Linked DNA regions of Sus scrofa: all the other regions are linked to region 1. The links are chromatin contacts, called in public HiChIP or PLAC-seq maps. All regions are on one chromosome and are shown on one strand. The core of a region is the stretch at or near the end of the contact, and the rest is flanking DNA. Distances in the headings are between cores, read along the strand shown.

Region 1 (3,846 bases), core at 680-3,179:
ATACTTTGCTAATGTAATACTGAAACTAAGAGATTTCTTGTGGGGAGAAGCACAGTCTAAGTTTTCTTGACTTTATCAGAGAAACCAGGCCAAATCCATATTTAGCAGTGAAAGGATAGATCTCATTTTATTGATGGTGATTATCAGAGAAAAATCTGTTTGAAGAGCTTTGGGAACTTTGTTCTATTCAGAGAGGTACTCAACAATCCAGATGTACGTCTAAAGTTAGGTAAACTTCTCTAGCCCTCTGGCCTTGTAGGTTTCCCGAGTACAAATTTTCATAAGAGATTTTCTATTTCGTCTTTATTTTTTTCAAAGGCAAGAATATTGGGAGAACAGCTCTTTTAGCACTATTTCTTCTGTAACATTTCCCATGTTGGGGGAAACTTTAAGCTAGAAAATAAAAATTAGAAGTCAAAAATGTATATCATGCAAAAATAGTTGAAATTCTTGGAACATCAGAAAAGGCTGGATTTAGGACAAATTCAAAGCTAACTGTGAGTTATTCACTTCTTAAATATTTTTAGAATTACTGCATCCTGCAAGACAGTAAAGAGTACAAAATTGTAATAAACAAATTATTAACCTGTACAAACTGTACAGATATATGCATAAAGCAAATGGAGAGGGTCAAGGGACCTTAAAATGACCATCTTTATACAGCCTGACTTAAAGTTCACATCGCTGAAAATAAAAAGAACGTTGAGATGGAGTGAGGAATAAAAAGTCAAAATTAGCCCAGCACTCAGTTTATATTTTGGGAGAATGATGCTCAAATTTCTGTTACCAGCCCTGGCGTAGTTGTTTTCAGAAAATAACAGATCTTTGATTTTAATAGTTATTAAAGATCCTGCAAATAGACTACTTTTAGATCTTCTTTCTTGTCAATGTAGCAAAGAGTAAGAGAAACTGGAAAATAGAGTGTTAGTTCAGCTGTTGCCAGTTTCTTTGTGAGCACATTCAAAAAGCAAGAATTACCGAAGAGCTAACAGCAGTAGTGTCCTATTACAGATGGTTTCCTATTGGATGTCCTGCACTGACATAGATTTGCTTCAGCAGAAACATAGCCTTTTTGCTTATGCTGGGGTATAAATTTAGCATAATTTTTACATATATATATATATATACACACACATGTATATATATATATATATATATATATATATATGAATGTTTCTGTTCTCATTTAAGTGTGTCACACTTCCTATTTTGAAGCGTCTAACTTAGTAAGTGGGGATATGTGGTTTGGAAAGCTCCGCACCTGATTCCAGTGCTCAGCCAGAGTGGAGAACAATAGTTCTGGATAATAGCTTAAGTATTTTTGCTTTTCGAATTATAAACTCCTGGTTATCCTTGTTTTCTTCTGTCCATGAGGATAAATGAAATGATTTTTAAAAAATGGGATCTCCAGTAACTTTGTATTCCTAATATCTCTCAGAGTGTCTGGCATGGAGCAGTTATTTAATAATTTTTTTAAATTAAATAAATTGAGGTGGTGAATAGTTGGTTCAATGAAATGTGGAATGCAATGCTTTGCTAGCCTGAGGTTTCCAAATAGTGCAAGATGTCATTTGTAATGCTCTTTTAAAGATGTAGTGGATATAAATTATGAGGCCTTTTTAAAAGGAGGCACTTTTCTCAAAAATAGGATATGAATATAATAGGGGAAATACCTAGAATTAAATGTGATCTCTTCATGTACTTAAGTCCAAGAAAACCTTTGCTTTTTAAATTGCACCACACGGTTCCCATTTTTTCTTGATGAACTCCAAAATAGAGTACTTGGGGTCTATATTTTCTCAGTTTGTAAAAAAGATTTATGAAAAATAAAAAGGAAATATCCTTAAAGCATGAAGTAGGAGCATGAAAATATTAAAAGGACATTCTGGGTTTAGATGGCCCTCTTGTGGCAAAAAGGTCAAACTACCACGAGTGAACATAGTGCTGGGAACCTCTTGATTAGGGCAGGCACCATGGCAGACTTTAATAGTAAGAGTCAAGGTCAAGCAGACGAATGAGAAATAATCCATTTTCACTTTTCCTCAGGGACCTCATCCAAAATTAATAGATATAAAACAAATAGACAATAACAAAAACTTATCTTTTTCCATCAGCTGTATATAGCTACTAGGTGAATCTCTAATGATCAAAGAAATAGCTCTTGGAAACATTTTACAAAAAAGCTATCATTTTCTTTTTTATACTTTCACTTTTAATAATTTCAGATTAGCATACAAGTTGCAAAAATAGAACCAAGAGTTTCTGCCTATCCTGGTGCACCTAGCTTACCTAAACATTAACACCTTATATAAGCATATTATTACCACTTACAAAATGAGAAAATTAACATTGCTATGCTGCTCTTAACCAGTCTACAGAACTTAATCACATTGCACCAGCTGTCCTACCAATATCCCTTCTCTGACTCCAAGATTGTCCAGTCTGTGACAATGTCTCAATCTCTTTTCTGTCATGACTTTGACATTTTGAAATAGTACTGATCAGTCATTTTGCAAAATATCCTACCATTTCAATTTGTGTGACGTTTCCTCATGATCAAATTCAGGTGATGCGTTCTCAGCATTAGTACAACAAAAGTGATGCTTTCAGTGTGTCATATCGGTTGGTATGTGATGTCATTACGGGTGATACTAACTTTGTTCAGTTAAAGTGGTGTTTATGGGGTTCTTCACCATAAAGTTACTGTTTTCCCTTTGGTAATGAATAAGTGTATCACCATAATTTAAATTAGATATTTTATCATAACTAGTATCATACATGCATTTTCTTTCTTGTGGACATTTTACTAAAATGGGGTTGTAATTTTTATCCTGAACTAGCAATGTTTTCAAGTTATTTTATGGTTCCTTTGCTAATTACCTTTTCCCCTTTGACCTGTAGACATCTATCACCAGTCTTGCGCTTTATTTTAATTTTAATTTTTTTATTTTTTCCATTATAGTTGGTTTATAGTATTCTGTCAATTTCTACTGTACAGCAAAGTGACCCAGTCACACACATATATACATTCTTTTTCTCACATTATGCAGTTTAAGTTGTCCATGTTGACTCACCCCTGTGCACTTAATGACTTTGTAGGTATGTCGAGAGTACCAGCGTGGCAATTGCAACAGAGGAGAAAACGATTGTCGGTTTGCCCATCCTGCTGACAGCACAATGATTGACACCAATGACAACACAGTCACCGTGTGTATGGATTACATCAAAGGGAGATGCTCTCGGGAAAAGTGCAAATACTTTCATCCTCCCGCACATCTGCAAGCCAAGATCAAGGCTGCCCAATACCAGGTCAACCAGGCTGCAGCAGCACAGGCTGCAGCCACTGCAGCTGCCATGGTAAGTAGAGACCTCAGCTCAATCCTTGCTAACAGTCAAAAAAGCAAAGTGAACAACTGTATCTGACTACAAGCTATTCATTTATTAACCTTTTTCTTTTTTTTTTAATTTTTGCTGAAAATATGTTTGTTCAGGTATCCCAGACAATACAAATGAAGTTACCATTCACAGAAGTGAGGGTAACTCCTCAAATGGTTCAGATTGCTCCTACCCTTGGCCTAACTCTTAATTCTCTGTCTTATTCTGGATATAGGGTTTCTGAAATTTCTGCTTTGTACAGAACACCTGTCTCCTTTTGGTTTAACGATACTGCCATTTTCGGTCCTCTTATTTCTGTGTGCCATCTAATCAGCCATTGTTTTCCTTCGGTGTGTTCTTTTGCACATCAAGGCTCTTCTCTACATATATCTTGCTTTTAACCATAACAAAATCTGGAACTATTTAGGAGAACTGCTTCAACAAAATTCTTTTTAGAATTAGCTACAAGAT
Region 2 (3,846 bases), core at 374-2,873, 500 kb after region 1:
AATTGATTGCTAAGACTGTTCTCAAAGTCCTCAAATCCAAACACAAGGAATGGCTAGACAGTAGACGCATGTCGCTGCCTGATTTGTAAGACTGAAAATTATATATATATAGATAAGATATATCTATTATACATCATATATACAGAACAAAATTACATGGTATCTAAATGTGAAGAGACTAGTGAAGAAAAAACATGAATAGAGAATGAAAAATAAGTACTTTAAGGAAATGATTGCATTTTCTTCAATAGTTTTTATACTGCATAGTATACCAGTTCTGTTTCCAACGGATTCTCACTTTCTCAATTATATAATTACAATGGCCAATTCCTTTATACACAGTCTTGATTACTTCTTGGGAAATCATATTTTTGTTTTATAGTCACAGTGGCTCAGGTTTCAAAGAGAAGCCTTTTAGGTTAGTTGTTCTAAATTCACACCGTACGCAACTGACATTAAAAATGGGTTAAGATACATTCTTCTTTGTTCCAGGCACTGGAATAGAGGCTGCGAACATAGACCTAAAAAGAATATGGTCCCTACCTTTGAAAGAATCATGGCCAAATGAGGAGGAAGGCATGCCTAGATCCACATAACAAAAGCAATAAAACGTCAAAAAATGCATATAATGCAGCATCAGGGAGACGGGATGATGTGCTTATTCTCTGAGAAAACATGCAAGTCTTGGCATTTAAGCTGAGGGATGAAGAATAAAGAAGAGTCTGTCAAATGGATAAGGAGGTGGAGGAACAACTAGAGAAAGGTCATCACATGGTAGCTTAGTTTAGCAAAAGAGACAGACACGGAGAAAGCTATTTGGAAAATCTGTGTTTGAGTTGGAGGTGAAGCAGCCTGTCAACTGGTAGGCTTTTCTATAAGATGACTGGCCAGCAAGCCACCTACTTTATTTTCAGACCTCTGACTGTCATTATTGGTAAGCTCTTCACCTGAGCACATGTAACTGCCCTCAGGGAGGAATATTCCAATCTCATGCATAGTAGAGGTAAGGCTGGTATATGGTTGGATGTCAAATTATATGATCCAAGCAGGAGAAGGGAGTCCTCATTATTTGGACTTATTATTACCCACTTTATGCATGGTAGCTATCCCTATGTTTTCCCCCTTTTCCCAAGTCTTTTCAGGTTTATAGTGGATATGGCTTACTTCTCCTTGATTTTTCTGCTTTACTCTATCACAAACTTAGGTTTCACTTTCCATGGACTTCTGTATCAGTTAACTATGTTTGTATTGCATTTTTAGATTCAAAAGGTATGGGTCTTTCTCATCTACTGCCATATATACTCAGATTTATGCATTTTTAAATCCTTGTGATTTTTGAGTCTTAAGAAATAAATGAAAATGAACATTTATCTCAAGTCTGCCATTTGTATTTGGAAGGTCTGGTTCCATTTCTAAATGCTAAGAAACTGCTTTGCTCAGAATCAAAAGTTGCCTCACCAGACTTTAGCGTAAATATTTGTTTGTTATGAAACTGCATTTTTTAAACTTTTGTTTTTTAAATTTGCATTTTTTAAACTTATATTTGCCAGTCCCTAGGCTTTAGAAATAGTTCCCACTGTCACAGATCACTGTCATCGCTTCGGCGCTCTGACTCAGCCACAGATTCCCTCAGTTCCTAGAATTTAATTTATTTAGGCAAAAGGACATGCGCTTGTGAGGTGACAGCATGACATTTTCCCTTTGCCTCTCCCCTTCAATTTTCAACTAGCAAAATATCTGTAATTCAACCAAGGCTTCTCTGCCCAACACATCTGGATCCCAGAGAGATTCACACATCTACACAGCTGAAGGTGGGTAGCCTGGAGAACACAGAGGAGGTGGGGGAATGGTAAAAGCGGTACCCATGATCCAGGCCCTGTGGTAGCTGAAGCCTGCAGCTCCAGAGAACCTGTAGCAGCAGAGAGGAGGGTCCACACAACTCCAGCTTCCCAGCTATAGTGGCAACAGTGGCCACAGGGAACTGGGTAGCAGCACAGCAGCAGAATGTATGATTCCTGTCCCTCCAGCCACAGTAGCATCCTTGACTCTGCCCCTTCCCAATCCACAGCAGGCATATCTAAAACCAACAACCCCAGATGCAACAGAGGCACACCACCCTGGTGCCCCTGGTGGCAATGCAGCAAGTGACCAGCAAGCTACCAGCAGCAAGCCACCAGCAACCTGAGAGACACAAGCAGCAACAATGAAGGTATCAGCGACACCCATGGCAGAGGCGGTAGAGGGTGGAAAGTGCAGATCCTCAAATATAGCCAAAGGCAGTGCAGGTAAAAGAAACCAAAAACTTGTGCTATAGCGCCACCTACTGAAAAATAAAAGAAAGACAGCTAGTTACCAAATTGAATTGCTAGAATCAAAGTTTAAACATCTTTACTTAGGGGTTCTCTTGTGGCACATTGGGTCAAAGATCTGGCATTATCACTGCAGCAGCCTGGGTTGCTGCTGTGGTGAGAGTTTGATCCCTGGCCGGGGAACTTCCACATACCATAGGTGCAGCCAACAAAAAAAGAATCTTTACCTAAATAAGAAAGGTGTTAAAAAAATAAAGAAATTTTATGAAAACTTCATTAAGAAAGGCAATATATGGATAATGAGAATCCAAGAGAAGAAGAGAGAGAATGGAACAGAGTTTTTATTTAAAGAAATAATAGCTGAAAGTTTCTCAAATCTAGGGAAGAAACTGGATATACATGTTCACAAAGCTAAGAGTACACCCATTTACCCCAATACAAAAAAAACTTCTCTAAAACGCATTGTGTTAAATTTGTCAATGATAAATAAAGAATTTTAAAGGAAGCCAGGAGGAGAAAACGACAGCTACCTTCAAAGGAACCTCTATTAGTCTATCAGCAGATTTCTCATCAGAAGCTGTAGAGACCAGAAAGACTGGAATGACATACTCAAAATATTGAAAGATAGAAGCTATCAGCCAAGAATACTCTATCCAGCAAAGTTATCATTCAGATAAGAAGGAGAAATAAAGACTTTCCCAGATAAACAAAAGCTGAGGGGGTTTATCACCACTAGCCCTGCCTTACAAGAAATGTTGAAAGGAGCTCTTCTACCTCAAACAAAAGGCAAAAATATACAAAACCTATAGTAAGCTGATAAATAGAAAAAAAATCATAAAATTGCATCTATTTCAGAATAGATTGTTGAACAATTATAACATAAAGGCTAATAGAAACATAGTAGTAAAAATAATATAGCTACTTTAATTTGTTAACAAACACACAACATAAAAAGGGATAATTTGTACCCACCCCACACCAAAAAAAAAAAAGAAGAAGAAAAGGAAAAAACCCATGTAGGCCAAAGAAGAGAGGATACTATCAGCAGGAGGAGGACTGTTTTATCTATGAGATATTTTTTATAAACCTCATGGCAAATACAAAACAAATCTAACCAGAGACACTAAACATAAAAAAAAGTAATTGAGAAAAATATCACAGAAAACAACCAAACTAAAATGGCAGACTGAAGCATAAGGAAAAGGAAACCATAGAGATAAAGAGCAACCAGAAACAAAAGATAAAATAACAATATAAAGTCCTCACTTGTACATCACCCTTAATGTAAATCAAAAGACACAAATTGGCTGGCTGGATTAAAAAAATGAGACCCAAATATATGTTGCCTACAGGAGACCCATCTAGGCTCTAAAGACAAACATAGGGTCGAAGTGAAGGGATGGAATATGATAATTCAAGCTAATGGCAGCCAAAAAAAATGGGTGTAGCCATACTCATATCAGACAAAACAAACTTCAAGCTAAAAAGGTAATAAGAGAAAAATATGGACATGACATTATAATAAAGGTGAATATCC
Region 3 (3,846 bases), core at 485-2,984, 430 kb before region 1:
TGCTATTATGCAAAATTTGATGGACTTTTGTTTTTTCCTGTGCCCAGAGTTAGACACTATTTTCACATTCTCTCTTGCAGTTAAAGGTGGCACAGACTGAGGTCTAGGCAATAAAATGTAGACAAAAAAGACAGAAGTGTATCATTTGAGTGAAGGAAACCTCAGAAGCCTGTGTTAAAGATGATGGGGCCACATATCTTTGTCCTCAGATTACCATTTGGAGAATTTCCAGCTAACTAAAATATGCATTGAATTATTATGTGTACCAGAAAAAAAAATGTGTGTTAAAGGCACTGACTTTTGGAAGTTTTGCAGGAGTGGAAGTTATGATATCTAATATAGAAAGCAGTACTGAAAATGGATACTCCTTAATCAAAATCCTAAAGTATTTAGCATTGACCTAGTAGTTTGAAGGTGGGTGATAAGAAAACATACTTCAGGTGGAGACCCATGTTCTGCTCAAAGCTTCCTCTCCCAACAACTTGTTTGAGAAGTGTGCTGTGTGTAAGAAAGGGAAAAAAAAAACTGTATCAAATTGCTTATATATCTATCTATATATAGTTTTTTGTTGTTGTTTTTTTAGGGCAGCAAGTGTGGTATATGGAAGTTCCCAGGCTAGGGGTCAAATCAGAGCTACAGCTGCCAGCCTATGCCAGAGACACAGCAATGCCAGATCTGAATTGTGTCTGACCTACACCACAGCTCATGGCAACCCCAGATCCTTAACCCACTGAGCAGGGCCAGGCAATGAACCTGCATCCTCATGGATACTAGTTGGGTTTGTTACCACTGATCCACAATAGGAACACCCGAGCTACTAATATTTTAGCATTTTTATTTTCATAGCATAACCTGGCCACTTGACCAATACAAAAAAAAAAATCTAAAAAATTCATCTTTAAGAATAAAGCAGGAGTTCCCATTATGGCTCAGTGGTTAACAAACCTGACTAGTATCCATGAGGACATGGATTCGATCCCTGGCCTTGCTCAGTGGGTTAAGGATCTGGCATTGTGTGAGCTGTGGCATAGGTTGCAGATGCGACTTGGATCCTGCATTGCTGTGGCTGTGGCGTAGGCCAGCAGCCACAGCTCTGATTTGACCCCAACCTGGGAACTTTCATATGTTGGGGTCATGGCCCTAAAAAGACATAAAATAAAACAAAAGTAATATAATCAACTTTGACCTACAAAGTAATATAATCTATGTTAAAGAAATGCCATTGAGCATCACACAAAAATAAATGAATAAATAATGACATCTGTCTAGTTCTTAGAAAGACAGCATTTTGAAGATGTTCATTGTCCCTAATCAATTTATTTTTATTCAATATCCAATAAAATGACTACCAATTTTTATTTTCAGGTAAAACAAGGACATGAAATGATGAGGAAATATAAAAATATTGAAGATGGCACAGACCTACCATTTATTAAGATATATATTTAGAATTATAATAATTAAAACAGCTTACTATAAATAAACATTCAGATTGCCAAAATCTTTGAAGAATTTAAGGTTTTACCCTATGTACAAGATAATAAGATAGGCTGTTACTGTTTCATTGATGCTGGCAGAGGACATGAAACTCCTGGGTCAGAGAAAGAGTTCATTACTCCCATTGCAACAAGAATGAATATAAGCATATTTACAGTGCTTATTCTTGTCCCTGAATTCCACCAGGATTGTGCAATGGGTACACATGACACCAGCAGAGGCAGAGTTTTATTCAAGGGAAGGAATCCAGGGCAAAGGGTTAAGCATTTTTTAGCAAGCAGTAAACATTGTAGCAAGCAATGAATAAGGCAGTCTCTCCAAGTCCCAGGAAGTGAAGAGTTATAGGGTGGATATTACTGACTTTATCAGCTGCCTATGTAGCTAGCTATAGAAACAGCTCCATATCAGGAAATATATATGCCTTTCAGCATACTCTGCAAGATTGTCAGGACCCCTCGTGGACCGCCTTTCCCTACAGAGAACAATGGAAACAGAATGTGACAAAGAACCAAATGAATGTTTTAAAAACCCTTACAGTAATTCACTAATGATAAAATGGCTTTTTAACATGATAAGAAGAAGATATATTTATACTTAGTTTGTTTAATGGTAAGGGAGCAACTGGTCAACTATTTGGAAGGGGAAAAGCTGGATTCCTATCTCCATATTTATTTCATAATTTTTGTGGACCAAAATTTAAGTATTATAAAAGTAAGCAGGGGATTTATTTTTTAAAACTTGAAGCCCTTGAAAACAGGAAGCCCTTTCTAACAGACACATTTAATTCAATATTTAAGATAGTAAAAAATATCATGAGCAAGGTCAAATAACAAAAAAAAGTTTATAAAACATGAAAAATCTTAATACATAAAGAAGTTTCATAAATCAATACAAAAAAAACAGCAAATAAAAATGGATCACAACACACAAAAGCAGTTTGCAGAGATACTACTAAAAATAGACAATGTATGAAAAATGTTCAACTGCAATTATAATTAAATCAATTCAAATTAAAACAGCAATATAGCCATTTTTTTTCCCACAGATTGTATAGGTCAAAATGTTTTGTGGTAGGATAAGGAAAGAGGCTTCTAATACTCTGTAGTAGGTTAAAATTGGACAAGATTCTTGGAGGATTGTTCAAAATATTACAAATATTTTACTGCATGTACACTGTCTCTGGTACAATATTGAGAGAGTAGACAATGTTGTCTTGTGCCTGATCTTAGGGGGAAAGCATTTAGTCTTTTACCATTGAATATGATTTTAGATGTAAGTTTTCAAGATGCCTTTTATCAGATTAAGAAAATTCTTGTCTGTTCCTAGCTTGTTGAGTTTTTTGTTTTTTTTTTTGTTTGTTTGTTTTTTTTAATCACAAAGGGGTGTTAAATATTTTTGAACAATTTTTCTGTAGTGATTAGGATGGTCATGTGGGGTTTTTCATTCTACTGATAAGAGGTATTACATTAATTGATCTTCAGATGTCATGACCCAAAATTGAAAACTTCAAATAGTCAGATTTTGTAGGGAGAGCTTCAAAGCTCTTATCTTACGGACTTTTTGACATGGTAGGTGTATGTCTGAGCCACTGTTCTGGTCTTTCTGGCTTGCCTCTTCCAGGTTGGAACCTCTGCACCAAGTGACCTTGGTTAAGGTGGTTGGGTTTCCAGTATTCTCAGCCAAATGTACCTAGGTAAAAGCTTCTTCCTACTGGTAGAGATTTGGAGAAAAAAAAAAAAAAAAAAAATGGAGTCCCTCAACTCTTAGCTACACTCACCGTGACTTAGGCTTCTCCTACTTAGAGTTGGAGGGGATGAGAAAGGCCTGGCCATAGCCTTCTTCTCTCCTCAGTTCCCAATCACAGAAGCCCTTGATTAGGAGGGAGCTGAGGTGAGGGAACTCCTCCATCTTTGTGGCCACACCTGCCAGGAGGATAACATCTGTCATGTTGAGCTGAGGTGGAGAAGGGGGAAAGAAAGGTTTGTGCCACAAATGCCACAGATTCTCTCAGTTTTTGTCTAATTTTAGTGCATTCTCTTGAAAAAAAAATGTTTCCTTATTTGCTGTTTGACCTTAGAGGATTTTTTATAGGCTTTAATTTTTTTTTTTCATAGTTTAGCCAACTTTGCTTGTTTTCTGGGTCATGATACAATCTTCATGATACAATCCTGAAAGTTGCATGTGATTTTATATATTTTAAAATTTGCGAGGAGGAGCAAGATAGAGACAGGGAATTAAAAAATACAAACTACTATGTATAAAATTGATAAATTACAAGGATATATTTTACAGCACAGGGAATATGATTAATATTTTATAATAACTTTATATGGAGTAAATTTATTAAAA

The links. HiChIP or PLAC-seq counts read pairs in DNA pulled down with a chosen protein or histone mark.
Region 2: an H3K27ac HiChIP or PLAC-seq map of alveolar macrophages shows a contact between it and region 1. The contact joins two enhancer-like sites. A contact is called at or near these places in 1 of 47 Hi-C or Micro-C datasets (embryonic fibroblasts) and 1 of 2 datasets of contacts at active chromatin or transcription factors (alveolar macrophages).
Region 3: a contact with region 1 is called in an H3K27ac HiChIP or PLAC-seq map of alveolar macrophages. The contact joins two enhancer-like sites. A contact is called at or near these places in 2 of 47 Hi-C or Micro-C datasets (embryonic fibroblasts and psoas muscle) and 1 of 2 datasets of contacts at active chromatin or transcription factors (alveolar macrophages).

What each region holds. Positions count from the first base shown.
Region 1 is chr13:92,672,357-92,676,202 of Sscrofa11.1, forward strand. It overlaps MBNL1 (muscleblind-like protein 1), which reads left to right. Exons shown (of 13, transcript XM_021069664.1): 7 at 3,100-3,357. Among named protein-coding and RNA genes, the nearest start is that of MBNL1, 180 kb to the left of the region's middle. Within about 2 kb of position 1,930, at least 8 of the 83 cell types and tissues checked have an H3K27ac peak or open chromatin away from gene starts, as enhancers often do. A contact at or near this core is called in alveolar macrophages, where this site is marked.
Region 2 is chr13:93,176,763-93,180,608 of Sscrofa11.1, forward strand. No RefSeq gene overlaps it. Among named protein-coding and RNA genes, the nearest start is that of RAP2B, 130 kb to the right of the region's middle. Within about 2 kb of position 1,624, at least 10 of the 83 cell types and tissues checked have an H3K27ac peak or open chromatin away from gene starts, as enhancers often do. A contact at or near this core is called in alveolar macrophages, where this site is marked.
Region 3 is chr13:92,247,282-92,251,127 of Sscrofa11.1, forward strand. No RefSeq gene overlaps it. Among named protein-coding and RNA genes, the nearest start is that of SUCNR1, 130 kb to the left of the region's middle. Within about 2 kb of position 1,735, at least 4 of the 83 cell types and tissues checked have an H3K27ac peak or open chromatin away from gene starts, as enhancers often do. A contact at or near this core is called in alveolar macrophages, where this site is marked.